Regions from separate parts of the Solanum lycopersicum genome. Here region 1 is linked to region 2. A link is a contact called in public promoter capture Hi-C data. All regions are on one chromosome and are shown on one strand. Each heading gives the region's core, a stretch centred on a gene start, on an enhancer-like site or on the middle of the called end of the contact. The rest is flanking DNA. Distances are from core to core; before and after follow the strand shown. Region 1 has its middle 10 kb from the start of Mi-1B. Region 2 holds the start of LOC101268188.

Evidence for each region. Promoter capture Hi-C pulls out the DNA fragments that hold promoters and counts their contacts.
Region 1: a contact with region 2 is called in a promoter capture Hi-C map of leaf, with 7 times the contacts expected there. The contact joins the enhancer-like site here to the promoter of LOC101268188 in region 2. A contact is called at or near these places in 1 of 1 promoter capture datasets (leaf), 3 of 8 Hi-C or Micro-C datasets (all in leaf) and 1 of 1 datasets of contacts at active chromatin or transcription factors (leaf).

Annotation. Positions count from the first base shown.
Region 1 is chr6:2,345,573-2,350,129 of SLM_r2.1, reverse strand. It overlaps the pseudogene Mi-1A. Among protein-coding and RNA genes, the nearest start is that of Mi-1B, 10 kb to the left of the region's middle. Within about 2 kb of position 1,514, at least 2 of the 2 cell types and tissues checked have open chromatin away from gene starts, as enhancers often do. A contact at or near this core is called in leaf, where this site is marked.
Region 2 is chr6:2,242,198-2,246,660 of SLM_r2.1, reverse strand. It overlaps LOC101268188, which reads right to left and starts at 2,383. Exons shown (of 7, transcript XM_004240447.5): 1 at 2,154-2,383. The coding sequence starts at 2,330. LOC101267896 reads left to right here and starts at 3,819. Exons shown (of 3, transcript XM_010323523.4): 1 at 3,819-4,463. The coding sequence starts at 3,998.

The sequences.
Region 1 (4,557 bases), core at 265-2,764, 100 kb before region 2:
AGCTCTCCTGTTAATTTCAGTTCCAAATAAGAATATAATGTATTAATACAAGTATATAGAGATAAGTGAACATTGAGGGCACATTTAACAGCTAAAAAAGAATTAATTAACAAACAAAGGGGAAACTATATAGACCTTACTCCAGCATAAACAAAAGGATATATGGAGACGATAACTCCAAATTTTAAGACGAAACAAGGCACTTGTTAGCGACACCATTTCAGACAAAGTGGCCCCAAAAGATCTGTAGACACAGAATGTCTCGAAGAATCTGTAGAATCACCCTAAGCTCTTGAAGTTCCTTACTAGTGTTGGCAATCTCCTCCATCACAAGTGCCTTAATTAAAGCGTAAGCTGGATAACCAATTATGCAAAAGAGCCACTGGACAAGAAGAGCTCAAAAGCTAATGAAGCGTCTAACTAGGAAAGATAAACATGAATTGTCAAAATGTAGGATTTGTGCAACATTAAGTTATTCTTCATATGGCAGACCAATAAATTATTCAAAGAGTTCACTCGACATGAATTGTTTAACTATGTTATCTCAGTAAACACTGAAGTTCATTACACTGTTTATTTATCCCTGACATTTATCAGATTCAGCAACACAATTAATATATTAGGATTATTGTTCTTTCTCTTGGAAACTTCTGGTTTTACAACTAACAATCAATTTATCTATTCTATCACAAACACAGTTCATGTATCCCTTCTCAGGAAAAAAAAACAGTTAATGTATCGAGCCATGACTATTGAAAACACGCACCAGCAACAGGTATCAGATAACTCCGCTGAAATTTGAACTTGAGTTCTCTCAATCACTTCATTGACTTCAAACTGAGAGTATTGAAAGTTTGATTAACTTTCTTATCTCTTTCCTTTATGGCAGATAAGCAAAGTTAAAGGTCACAGTTATCCACTGAAGTCAAGCTAAATGTCATTTTAATGTACTATGCCTAGAAAGAATAAATATAACTTGGAAAAATGTTGAATTTCTTTTGTAAGTGTACAAAGTTAAAATTATGAAAACAAGTATTTGGAGTTTCTAAAATTTTGGAATATTCTGGCAAAATTTGAGCGGAGAAATGTGACAGTTCACGTCCAAATCTCCAGAGTCTTCATACATAGAAGTGTCAAACAAATTGGCAGGTTCTTACACCTTTTACTGTTCTAAAAAGATGTCTACAATTTGTTTCATCAAAGCCCCGACGGAACTATTAAGTAGACGACGTTAGTAAAATAACAAGCAACCAAAGCAGTTACGAGAGATCACTTTTTTCCCAGGGGATTTTTCTAGTAAGATTTTAATCAAGCACATTATCTACTAAATATATAGCGAGTTAGTATCATTATACTTTGTGTACAAATTAAATTTCGATTACTCTGGGTAAACAAGCCATATAGTATGCTATTAATTATTTTAGTTGAGAATGAATGCCTGTACAGTCCCAATGTCAGTTGACTGACTGACTTGTTCAAACCTATTTATTATGTCATTTTCTTGGTATTTTCTCCTCCACACAAACAAAGAACATACATATAAGATATTTCATCAACTGAAAAGGTTCCTATCGTCTCTAATTACAACTCTGTGTTTAAACTTGTTATCTACATCAGATCCGGAGAATTACTGTCATGGAAAGAAGCAACCTACAGGTATCTTATATTTACTTGGATCATTATTTTATTATAGTATATAATCAAAATTTGAAGGTAAACAAAATAAAATAATGCAGGTAGATTCTCGAGCTAATTTCACCCTTGATCAATGAACTTTACTTGTGTATATGTAATATTCTAAAAACTATTTATTGTCCACTAAATTCACTAAACCTTATGTGTTCTATCATTGAAGTCACTGAACTATGTGTTAGCAGTTATTGCAGGGTAGAAATGTGGCTTTGTAAATTTGATTGGTCTTTTGGCAGATGTCATTTTCTGCTCTTCGCACGGACGTTGCCAATGTTCTGGAGAGATTAAAGAATGAACAAGATCAAAAGGATGTTGATGTGGATCTAATTGAAAAGCTAAAATTGGAGCTGGCATTTATTTGTACATATGTCCAGCTTTCTTATTCCGATTTGGATCAGTTTGAAGATATAATGACAAGAGGATGAGAATCTGCTTCAACCAATTTTGGATGATGATGTCCTTACTAGACTCACCAGTAATATGGATGACTGTATCAGCTTGTATCATCGTTCTTATAAATCAGATGCTATCATGATGGATGAGCAATTGGACTTCCTCCTCTTGAATCTCTATCATCTAGCGAGGCATCATGCTGAAAAGATGTTACCTAGAGTGACACAATATGTGTTGGGTTTTATTTGCCCTGATTTCTTACCATAAATAGGTTTTCCTTTTAGGAAAAAGGTTTTGAATTGACTATTCTTTTTTTTGGTAGGAAAAGGTTTAGGACTCTATAAATAAAGGCATGTTCCTTCTAACTTAATTAGCATTCACAATGTAGTTTTAAGGGCTTTGAGAGTTTTGGTTAGAGCGAGAATTTGTGAACCTCTCATGTATTCCGAGTGAATTGGTTGAGGTTGTTTCCCTCTGTATTTTGTACTCTCACATTTATAGTGGATTGCTCATCTCCTTTGTGGACGTAGGTCGATTGACCGAACCACGTTAAATCTTTGTGTCTTTTGATATATTTCTCGTTGTCTTCTTACTCGTGGTCTTTCGAGGTTTGCTTTGCTAGCTTCCGCGTTTACACCTGCTTATTTTCGTTCCTAACAATATGAGGTTCTTCAGAATGTATGTGGAAACGTAAGAGATTTCCATGGATTGATAGTGAATGGTCGCATTAAGCATGAGATGGTTGAGAATGTCTTACCTCTGTTTCAACTGATGGCTGAGAGAGTAGGACGCTTCCTTTGGGAAGATCAGACTGATGAAGACTCTCGACTCGCCCAGCTAGATGAGAATGATCAGAATGTTAAAGACTCTCGACTCTTCAAGTTAGCACATTTACTCTTGAAGATTGTTCCAACTGAACTGGAGCTTATGCGCATATATTTTACAAATTTGAAAGCTTCAACTTCAGAAGAAGATGGACTCTTCATTAAGCAGCTCCTGGAAACCTCTCCGGACATTCTTCGGGAATATCTTATTCATCTACAAGAGCATATGATAACTGTCATTACCCCTAGCACTTCAGGGGCTCGAAACATTCATGTCATGATGGAATTCCTGTTGATTATCCTTTCTGATATGCTTAAGGACTTTATTCATCATGACAAACTTTTTGATCTCTTGGATCGTGTTGGAACACTTACCAGAGATGTATCAACTCTTGTACACGACTTCGAGATAATGGTCTCTTACATCTTATTTTCTCACTTCCCACTACCATAAAGAAGATGAAGCTTATCAAAGACGAGGTCTCTGATTTACATGAGAAGATCCCCAAGAACAGAGGTCTCATCGTTGTGAACTCTCTCAAGAAACCGGTTGAGAGAAAGTCATTGACAACTGATAAAATAATTGTAGGTTTTGAGGAGGAGACAAACTTGATACTTAGAAAGCTCACCAATGGACCGGCAGATCTAGATGTCATTTGGATCACTGGTATGCCTGGTTCAGGTAAAACTACTTTGGCATACAAAGTATACAATGATAAATCAGTTTCTAGCCATTTCGACCTTCGTGCATGGTGCACGGTCGACCAAGGATATGACGAGAAGAAGTTGTTGGATAAAATTTTCAATCAAGTTAGTGACTCAAATTCAAAATTGAGTGAGAATATTGATGTTGCTGATAAGCTACGGAAACAACTACACGGAAAGAGGTATCTTATTGTATTAGATGACGTGTGGGATACTACTACATGGGATGAGTTAACAAGATCTTTTCCTGAAGCTCAGAAAGGAAGTAGAATTATTTTGACAACTCGAGAAAAGGAAGTGGCTTTGCATGGAAAGCTCTACACTGCTCCTCTTGACCTTCGATTGCTAAGATCAGAAGAAAGTTGGGAGTTAATAGAGAAAAGGGCATTTGGAAACGAGAGTTGCCCTGATGAACTATTGGATGTTGGTAAAGAAATAGCCGAAAATTGTAAAGGGCTTCCTTTGATTGTGGATCTGATTGCTGGAGTCATTGTTGGGAGGGAAAAGAAAAAGAGTGTGTGGCTTGAAGTTGTAAATAATTTGCTTTCTTTTATTTTGAAGAATAAAGTGGAAGTGATGAAAGTTATTGAAATAAGTTTTGACCACTTACCTCATCATCTGAAGCCATGCTTGCTGTACTTTGCAAGTAGGCCGAAGGACAAAGCATTGACAATCTATGAGTTGAAAGCTGTATGGGTTGCTGGAGGGTTTGTGGAAAAGACGGAAGAAGTGGTGAAGATTTATGTGGATGATTTGATTTCCAGTAGCTTGGTAATTTGTTTCAATGAGATAGGTGAGTACCCGACTTACCAACTTCATGATCTTGTGCATGATTATTTGTTCCTAGAACCGTCTTTTATCATGGTGAAAGATTTTTTGTTGAATGAAATATGCATGTTGAGGTACTTAAGAATTGGGACACAAGTTAAATCTCTGCCTATTT
Region 2 (4,463 bases), core at 1,134-3,633:
TTAAAAGAGATAACCTTGAGTTAATTAGTGGATTAATTCCTCATCTTTTATACTTAATTATATGATAATTAGGGTAAAAGAAAAAGGGTTTGAATAAGAAAAATAGAAAGAACAAAGAGAGAGAGGATCGAACGAGAAAGAGGAGAAACGAGAAGAAGAACAAAGCTTTGGGAACTTGCTTGCTTGATCACTAATCTTCGATGGAGGTAGGTTATGGTTTTTATACTATTCGTAGTTAACTCTTAATAGCGAATGATATGTGTTGGGTTGTATTGTAAAGTCTTCTATATGCTTAATTGTATGCTTGCATGAATATGATTATATAATTGTGATGAAATAAGCATGATGAAGCTATTGAATCCCAAATCTTGAAAACTCCAATCTTGAAAACCCCTTGTTAATGATGATGCCTTGGTATAAAAGAAGGCTTGATGAACTAAAGTAATGAGAGTGATGATGCCTTGGTATAAAAGAAGGTTTGATGAACTAAAGTAATGAGATTGATGATGCCTTGATATAAAAGAAGGCTTGATGAATTAATAGAATGAGATTAGGGGATCGGGTGTCACGAACCGACACGTAGAATTAGGGGATCGGGTGTCACGAACCGACACGTAGAATTAGAGGATCGGGTGTCACGAACCGACACGTAGAATTAGGGGATCGGGTGTCACGAACCGACACGTAGAACTAGGGGATCGGAGTGTCACGTTCCGACACATAGTAGTAGGGGAGCAGAGTGTCACGTACCGACACAAGAATAAAGGTGATGAATCTTGAAAGATGTTAATATACGCAATCTAATAAACCTAATTTCCAAATGAGTATGGTATTGAGGCTTGAGTCCTCATGTGTGAACTTGGCGGTACTTATTAACGATTATAGTACTTGTTGTTGCTACATGTTGAGTAATGTAGTTGATTTTATATTATTATTTGATATATATTGTTTTCTATTTTGAGTTGGCCGATGATATCTACTCAGTACCCGTGTTTTGTACTGACCCCTACTTGTATGTCTCTTTCTTTGTTATATGTGGAGTGCAGCAAACATACCGTCAACTTCAACTCAACCGCAACTCTAGCCAGTCTTCATTATTCCGGATTTCAGGGTGAGCTAATGCTTCTAGCTTGGACTGGATCTTCCTCTTCATGTCTTGATGCCTTGAAGTTCCGGCATGGACTAGCTTTTTATGTATTTTAGCTTCTTAGATACTCTTAGATTTGTAATTTGAGGATAGATGTTCTTGTGATGATGACTTCCAGATTTTGGGATAATAAAAGTTGTCGAGTTTTTAGAAGTTATTTAATTGATTTTCATTAATGAGTTTAAGTCTTCCGCATTATATTGTGTTATTATATTCGCAATGTTGGGCTTTGTATTGATTGGTTCGCTCACATAGGAGGGTAAGTGTGGGTGCCAGTCGCGGCCCGATTTGGGTCGTGACATGATCTCATACCCTCATACTTTGCCTACAGAGGACTTGCTCTATGCAATATGGCACATGAATCATTTTTGCTTCCTCCACAATAACTAGTCAGAAACATGAACATAATTAACATTTAGGTCTCCTGTCCAAGAAAAACTGAATCTTGCATAAAATAATGTATTACTTATACAACGTTTCATTTCCGGCATAAAACTCTGCATTACCAAGTACTAGAATGCCATCAAGCATTTTCACTATATCTTCTAGGATTTTCGACCAACAAATATCTATAGATTAATTTAAACCACAAGTTTCAAAAACCTTTCTATTTTCTTAACACCATGCAAGCCGGACGTTGCCACATAAAATGGGACAAAGAAAGTAATATTGTTGAACTTGAAACCTCATTGTTCTCAACCGTGATTGCCCACTCGGTCACTGCCACGTCGCTATTTCATAGTATTTACTCCGTCCGTCTCAATTTGTTTGTTTTAGTTTCCTTTGTAGTTCTAAGTCAAAACCAGACAAATAAATTGAAATAAATAAAGCATGATTCTACCTTTCTTCTTCTTTGCTATTAGTGTTCATATGTAAAATTACAGGGTTACTAAATTATTCACTGAATAACAACAATCTTATAATTCCTGCTAAAATTGTCTGTTAACTATTTCACTAATTCAACTCATGATTATCAATATTATGTCGAAAAATCAAAAAAAAATACCTTTTCAATACGGGGAAAGTGAGCACGCATCATGCGAAGAGCCACCAGTGTATCACTGAAGTTGAAATTTTCTTCAAGTGATAGTAATTGGTCGTCGTTGAGGTCCGATTCCGGCTCGGGACAGGGCTCGCCGGCGCGTTGCCGTTTCCGGCTTGTTGATGGGCTCGAATTGTCCATTGTTGATACGTAACGAAAATTCTCAGATTACGATATTAAACAACACAAAATTAAATTCATTAAATTCCCAAATTATCGAATGTAAAAGGTCAATTTTGCCCTTGTTTCCTTAGATTTTTCCGATTTTGCCCTCGTGTTAATTCTTTTACTCCCTCCGTCTCATTTCATGTGGCAATATTTGACCGGGCACGGAGTTTAAGAAATAATGAAGACTTTAAAATGTTTACCAAATTGTTCTTCCAAAAGTAAACTCATTTTTCTCTCTCCTGTATTAGGTTATCTTTAAAATTAAGTGAGATCAACAAGGGTAAAAGAGGAATTATACTTTTAAATACTTAACATATGAAGAAATGTGATTTTTTTTTAAACGGACTAAAAAAGGAAATGATGTCACATAAAATAGAATGAATGAGTATCTAACAACATACTTCCTTCAAACATTTTCATTTGTTCAGTATTTGATTTGACGATCATATTTGTGTGCTTAGGTAGACAATCATATGACATATTTTTTATACATTGGATACTACTTTATGAGTTGTAGCAATCTGTTAAAAAAGGATGGTGTGATCCAATAGCTAAACAAAGAGATAGTTTTGAGATCAAAAACAAATGAAGGGTATATGTTATTTATTTTAAATAGTTTACAGGTTACATGCAGCATAAGATCCTTCTTTGTTTGTCTAACTCAAGCAAGATAATAGCAAACACTCGAAATAATTATGGAACACATGCAAATTCAAATTGAAAGATAAGGACGACAAGTCAAAGCAGAAAGAAAGCCTTAGCTAGAGCAATATCAAGGCAATTCACTTGATATATATTTGAGTTGATTTGTATTATATCATATACGACACTTATTATAACATATAGAACGTGTGTGTACTTGGGCACACTAAATATTGAAGAATATAATTTTTTAGCTGAATTCAAATTAAAAAAAACGTTTATATGTTATGCTGATTATTATAAAAACTTAATATAAATTAGTATGATTTGATATAATTTTCGAGTAAGGATAAAATTTTACTTGAATTTAATGAATAATGTTATTATCCAAATAACATATGGTATGAGGAGACAATAAGCTATAATTTTTAATACACAAATAACTTTTTCGTAACTAATTATTAAATAAAATATGCCTTGATCAATATGAGAAAGACACACTCAAGCACTCAATCTATAAACAACTTAAACTTAAAACTCAATCTTACTCAATAAGCACTTTTTTTTTAGTAAAAGTGCTTATTTTTTTCATAAAAAATATTTAAATTGTTCTCAGTGATATCAAATTCTATAATCATTCAATTTACCTTTAATCAAACGTTATTTCTAGTTACGCACTCTACTTTTATTATCCAATTCAATTTTATGAAACAAAATTGACGTATTACCATAAATCTCATTTGTAAAATATCATTTTTCTTTTTTGATTTTTTTTTTTGACCAAATCAAATATATTGGATTCCATACCAAACCCACCGTAAATTCAAAAATATTGTGCCACCTTTAAATTAGTTGATATCTCAATATCTTTTATTTAACTCCCTTAGAATTTACTTCTCTTTTTTTTTCTTTTTCATCATTTTCCCACCATATTTTTTCTTCTATATATATCTATTCTCATCTCTTTTTTCTTCACTTCAAATTACTCAACCAAAACGATGTCGTTTGATGAAGATGAAGAATCCTTCGAGCACACGCTCCTAGTAGTGCGTGAAGTTAACGTCTTCAAAATTCCTCCTCGGCCAACCTCCGGCGGCTACAAATGCGGCGAGTGGCTTCAAACCGACAAGATCTGGTCGGGTAGGCTCCGGGTCGTGTCATGTAAGGATCGGTGCGAGATCCGATTAGAGGATCCCAATTCCGGCGAGTTGTTCGCAGCTTGTTTCGTGCCGCCGGGACAGAGGGAGAATTCGGTGGAATCGGTGCTTGATTCGTCGAGGTACTTTGTGTTGAAGATCGAAGATGGTACAGGGAAGCATGCGTTTATTGGGTTAGGGTTTAGCGAGAGGAATGAAGCGTTTGATTTCAATGTAGCGTTATCGGATCATGAGAAGTATGTGAAGAGAGATATTGAGAAAGATGGTGATGAAGCTGAGACGAGTAGTGATGGTCATATTGATATTC